2 separate regions of the Mus musculus genome follow, and region 2 is linked to region 1. A link is a contact called in public HiChIP or PLAC-seq data. All regions are on one chromosome and are shown on one strand. Each heading gives the region's core, a stretch centred on a gene start, on an enhancer-like site or on the middle of the called end of the contact. The rest is flanking DNA. Distances are from core to core; before and after follow the strand shown.

Region 1 (2,804 bases), core at 116-2,615:
TTACCTTGGCTGGCAGGACAGCGAGCCCCGGGGACTGCCTGTCTGCTTTCTCAGGCTCACATTACGCACACATTGGCACACTCAGATTTGGGGGGTTTTGTTTGTTTGCTTGTTTTTGTTTTGGGGACTTGGACTCGAGTTTTCATGCTCACACGGTAAGTACTACACCAGCGAAGCTGTCTCTCTAGCCCCAAACATGGTATTTCTGGATTATATTTATCAGTGTAACCACTTCATTTGTCATAATCTCTTTTCTCCTTTAAAACAAATATTCATATTTACATCTTGTCCTCTGCTCATACTTCCACAGTCTTCTGACCTGCAGACACTAGACTTGCCCAGTTTATGGCTCATCCCCAAGGGCTCTCCATGAGAACACGTCATTGGCTTCGGGGAGCCTGGCTCTGGCCTCCTGGCAAGAGCCACTGGCAGGGCCCCTCTTCTGCAGTGGTGGCAGCTGCTTCATCCTGGGAGGTGCTGGGAGCCAAGAGTACCAGGGGGTACCTGGGGCCCTGGGACTTGCCCAGTGGCCTTCCTTCCTGGCCAGACGGCAGCCTTTGGCCACCAGCTGCCAGTGTGCAGCCCCTCTCTGTAGAATCTGTGTGGCCATTCATCTCAGGCCTCCCGGAAAGGCAAAGACGGTTGTGTTATACTAGGTGAAGCTAAAGCTTATCTCCCGCATATGCCAAGATCCACGGGTTTCTCTATCTCCCCCCACCCCTGCCTCTCATCAGCCCTCCCCAGCTTCCCTCCCCCTTTCTTTTACCCCATCTTGTGGGTTTTCAATAGCATGTGCTTTTTTTTTTCTCTCTGCTCTCTTCTTTCTGGTCAAGACAAGGTTGTCTCTCTGGGTGGAAAGAGGCCGTGTGTTCGTGGTCTGCAGCTGCATCTCAAAGGCACTTTGTTGGCTGCTGATGAACTTGTCTTTGCTCGTGTGGGGAAACAGGGAGATTCTTTGGCTCCCCCACGCACGCTGAAATTGATGTTATTTCTCTGCCAGTGGTACCCAAGGAAAGGTTTTGTTCCATTTCCTCCCTTTTCAGGCTGAGCCCTATTTATGTTGGGAGCTGGGGCGCTGCCATGAAGGACCATTGTCGTTTCCCACCAACATCCGAGGCTGGCCAAATCCAGCAGCTGTGGGTCCATGCCTGCCCTCCCCAAGGCTTATTCCCTTGACAACATGGCCTTGTTTGGGGCGACTTAGTCTTTCTCTTGTGAGCTCCTTCCTTTACTCTCTCCCTCTTCCCAAAGTCACCCTTCCTTCTTCTCTCTCTCTCTCTCTCTCTCTCTCTCTCTCTCTCTCTCTCTCTCTGTGTGTGTGTGTGTGTGTGTGTGTGTGTGTGTAGGCCACAAACAGGAGACTGGATCTGGGAAGGGGATAAAGACTGGGAGGTGGAGAGAGGGTAGAGTCGACCAGTGCATGCATGGGGTGAAGGGCGGAAAATTTCACCATAAATAATAGGATCAAATTCGTTATTATTTAGATGATTGCCAACTGCCTCCAACCCAACTTTGTAAGCCGAGCCCTCATCCCTACCCACTCCCGGTGTGTCAGATGGAACACCTAGGTGGCCCACGGGGACCTCTGACCTCTATATCCTCTTCCTTTCTCCCTCCTTTGCTACTTTTCTACTGGATAAAAGGAGAGAGTGAGAGATAATTAACAAAAAACATGGCCCCGGGACAATGAAGCAACTGGCCTTGGCCGGCAAGCAACGATCCTGGTTTTCTAGGTAGAGTTTCTCCCATCAATCTTTCCTTTAACCTCCCTGTTCGTGGAAGCAATAGAAACACCACCCCCTCCCCTGAGCAAATGCTTTCTTTTGACTGGAAACAAAAAGGGGGCCCGGCAAAGACGGAGGTGAAATCTGGGTGGTATGGGCACCGCACAATGGCCCCGCTGTTCCTGGCCCTGCTTGTGTTTTACAACAGGGGAGGGGCAGGCGCGAATGGTCCGATGGTGGAGACAATCCCCCTGATTCAGGCTACAAATGCATCTTCTATTCCACACGGAGCTGAGCAGAAAGGATGGGGGTGACAAAGAGCATGGGCGGGGAGAGGGAAAACAAAATGTTTTCAGTTGAAAAAAAAAATCTCTCATATCCTACACATCCTCAGAAGAGCTTCTATGGAGAAGGCCTTCGGAGAGTCCCAGCCCACAACTCAAGGGCTTTGTCTGAACTCTGATTTATTGATGAAGCTTAAGCGGCTCGCTAAGAAAGGCCTGGGGGTGTCTTTGTCTTGAAGATAAAGTACAATAGGCCACAAGGGCCAAGATCTCTCGGGATGCTCTCAGGTCCTGCCTCTCTCTTGCCCTCTCCTCCCTGCAAATGCCAGCAGATGCTGAAAAAAAAAAAAACCCATCGGTGGTGTGGCTGGGAGTGCTGGGGACAAGCTGGGCCACTTGAGGTCTCCTTAAGAGGGTATTATGGCCAGGGAAAATATTTGCGCTCTAAGGATGGCACACTCCATTTGATAATGGCTCTCATCTGCCTCAGATAATCGCCTCCCTCCCGGCTGTCAGGGGTGCAGCCACTGCCAATTCACAGCGCCCTCCGAGAAAGTACCCTTGTCTGTGATGACCAAGATGGGGACATTGTGTTTACCTACTTGAGCAGAGGAGAAGGTGACCGTGAGGGCAGCCTGCATTGTAAATTACAATTAAAACAGAAACAGACAGTTCCTGCTCTGCCCTGGGACCCCCACCAATAAATTATGGGTGGACATTAGGGGAGAGCCCAGGAAAGGTTGGGTCCTGGGGAGGATCCCCCCATCCCATAGCCTACCGACAGGTCTTGGATATA
Region 2 (2,804 bases), core at 167-2,666, 33 kb after region 1:
TGGGGGGTGGAGGAGAGGTAGCACCCGAGATCTGTAAAAAATAAATATCCCAACAAACAAACAAAACGCATTTGAGCTGGAAATGTCCGGATGTGAGAAACAGTTGGGGGTGGGGATACAACCTACTGCCCCCATGCTTGGGCACTGCCAATTGCTCGCATCCATCCACGGTAGGCAGGGTCACCTGTATGGGCCTGGCCGTATTTTCTCCTGGAGGCTTGCTGAAATCAATTCCTAGGTTTTCACTTCCATAAAATGGGTGAGTGTATAGTTATCTCTAGACTTCCCCAGGCAATTCACCCAGATCCAGTTTCTCAGCTTTGTATGTGTGTGTGTGTGTGTGTGTGTGTGTGTGTGTGTGTGAGAGAGAGAGAGAGAGAGAGAGAGAGAGAGAGAGAGAGAGAGAGGCTGCTACCTATAAAAGACGTCCCAAGGCAGCTAGGAGTGTGTTTCAAGTATCAACTCCCATCCACAGCGGAGAGCCTCCGATAATTCTTTGCAAATAATGTTGCCTCTACTCCAAGGCTTGGGCACCAAGATGTTGGAAGTTCAGTGGCTGGGTTTCCCTGAAAATGAATGAGGTGGAAGTCGTTAACCATCGATGCGTTGGCGCTTTGACTGTATTGAAAATAGCTCTCCGGAGCTTCTACACAATCTAAACTTTATAATGAATTGCGATTTCTTCCCAGAGTGCTAAGAACCTTTCTCTGCTTCCTTGCCCGCCCCGTGCTCTCCAAGGCCATGCCCCCACCTGGGGGCGCTACCGCCTGTCCCCAAAGCTGCAGCAACTGCCACTAAGTAGAAAGGAGCTAAGGGAGTGGGGGCCTTCTGCGCCGCTAGTGTTTTCTTATGCAACCACAAATGGTCACAGTTTGATGAAAATCACTCGATAGGTCGGCAGCGGGAAACAGGAGGAGGCGGGAGGGCTAGCAAAAACTCCAGGTGTGGCAAGCAACCTCGGTGTTCATTCTCAGCCATAGAACTGGTTGGCCATCGGACGAGTTTGCAGATTCCCCGTCTCACTCCGTACCCTGGCCTGACGCTACAGTGACAATATTTATATTGAAAGTTGCAGGCGTTCCCTCTCTGCCAGGGTCCCCAGACTTCTTTAGCAGCCCCGCTAGCCCACCCGCTTCTTCAGCTCGCCCTTTCCTCTCCCTGCCCAGGTCCCTCCTCCCATCCCTCCTCGCGAATCTCTCTACCGCGGGCGCCCATTGGCTGTGTGCTGAGAGGAGGCGTGTGCCGGGCCCGGCGGGTTTCATTGAGCGGAATTAGCCGGGTGACATCAGCTTCGCAGCCCCTCGGGCCGGCCCAGCTCATTGGCGCCTCTGCCCCTCCAGGAAAAGCACATTGTTCCCGCCCCCCGCCCGGACCACCGCCACCGCCGTCGCTGCTGCCTCCACCCAGCTATAAAAACCAGCGGAACCCCGAAAGGTGTGGATGCTTATTACAGACCGAGCCAACACCAGCGCCCAGAGCCAGGTTCTCCTCCGCAGCGAGCACCTCAAATCTAATTCACAGTAAGTGTCCCCGCCCCTTAACTGCTCCAGCCTAAACCCCGAAGACCGACTTCTCCAAAGTGGCTAGGATTTAGGATGCACCCTACAGTGCTGGCCTACTGGCCGAGATCCCGCCCCAATAGGTACTAATGACTGCCTGGGTGTCTACACTCACCGCAGCATCCCAGGCTCCAATAACTCCTGTTGCGAGTCCGCAAGCTAGCCGCGCGGTCGTAGAACCAGCGCTTAGAAAGTGAATCCAATGCGGGCTGCCAGTGCGTGTGTTCACGCTTGCCGGCGTTTGCTGCGTGTGTAGATGGCGTTAAAGGCAGATGCGTCTGAGCACCAGATAGAAAATACTTCTCTATTCAGATCTCCGGTCCAGAGAAAAGTCCTCATTTATTCCAGGCCGGACTGAAGAAATAAAACCTCTAGAATGTCCCTCATTGAGGGCCACCCAGAAGTCCCTGAAATAAAGTAACCGGTGGATGAGTGGGGAGGAGAGAGATTAGGATAACTTGCATGCCCCGGGCTGCTAGAAGGCCAGACTGCCGCGGCGTAGATGCCAACCACCTTTGCGGGTTCCTGGAGCTGCCGTGCAGGCGGGGACGGCGATTGTCTCACTTCTTTCTCCACACCCTGTGTGTCTGTCTGTCTGTCTCTGTGTATGTGTGTGTCTGTGTCTGTGTATCTGTCTGGTTCTCTCCTCAAGTTCGGAAGGTTGAAAAAAGAAGGATCATTCGAGAGCTTAGATCATCCCTGGGGCCATGGACTCGGACGCCAGCCTGGTGTCTAGTCGCCCATCGTCCCCAGAACCCGATGATCTTTTTCTGCCCGCCCGGAGCAAGGGGGGAAGCAGCAGCGGCTTCACAGGAGGGACTGTGTCCTCGTCCACGCCGAGCGACTGCCCGCCAGAGCTGAGCTCCGAGCTACGAGGGGCCATGGGCGCGTCAGGCGCGCATCCCGGGGACAAACTGGGCGGCGGTGGCTTCAAGTCATCTTCCTCCAGCACCTCCTCGTCCACGTCCTCGGCGGCCACGTCTTCCACCAAGAAAGACAAGAAGCAGATGACTGAGCCCGAGCTGCAGCAGCTGCGCCTGAAGATCAACAGCCGCGAACGCAAGCGCATGCACGACCTCAACATCGCCATGGACGGCCTGCGGGAGGTCATGCCTTACGCGCACGGGCCGTCGGTGCGCAAGCTCTCCAAGATCGCCACGCTGCTGCTGGCGCGAAACTACATCCTCATGCTCACCAACTCGCTGGAGGAGATGAAGCGACTGGTGAGCGAGATCTACGGGGGTC

Evidence for each region. HiChIP or PLAC-seq counts read pairs in DNA pulled down with a chosen protein or histone mark.
Region 2: an H3K4me3 HiChIP or PLAC-seq map of neural progenitor cells shows a contact between it and region 1, with 5 times the contacts expected there. The contact joins the promoter of Olig2 here to the enhancer-like site in region 1. A contact is called at or near these places in 1 of 484 Hi-C or Micro-C datasets (stem cell-derived neurons), 5 of 115 datasets of contacts at active chromatin or transcription factors (embryonic stem cells, neural progenitor cells, neural stem cells and 1 more) and 2 of 9 other capture datasets (adipose tissue and pancreatic islet).

Annotation. Positions count from the first base shown.
Region 1 is chr16:91,190,951-91,193,754 of GRCm38.p6, forward strand. All of the region lies in intron 1 of Gm41492 (a long non-coding RNA gene), which reads right to left. Among named protein-coding and RNA genes, the nearest start is that of Gm41492, 8.2 kb to the right of the region's middle. Within about 2 kb of position 1,366, at least 43 of the 459 cell types and tissues checked have an H3K27ac peak or open chromatin away from gene starts, as enhancers often do. A contact at or near this core is called in neural progenitor cells, neural stem cells, stem cell-derived neural progenitor cells and 1 more, where this site is marked.
Region 2 is chr16:91,224,134-91,226,937 of GRCm38.p6, forward strand. It overlaps Olig2 (oligodendrocyte transcription factor 2), which reads left to right and starts at 1,417. Exons shown (of 2, transcript NM_016967.2): 1 at 1,417-1,520; 2 at 2,212-2,804. The coding sequence starts at 2,267.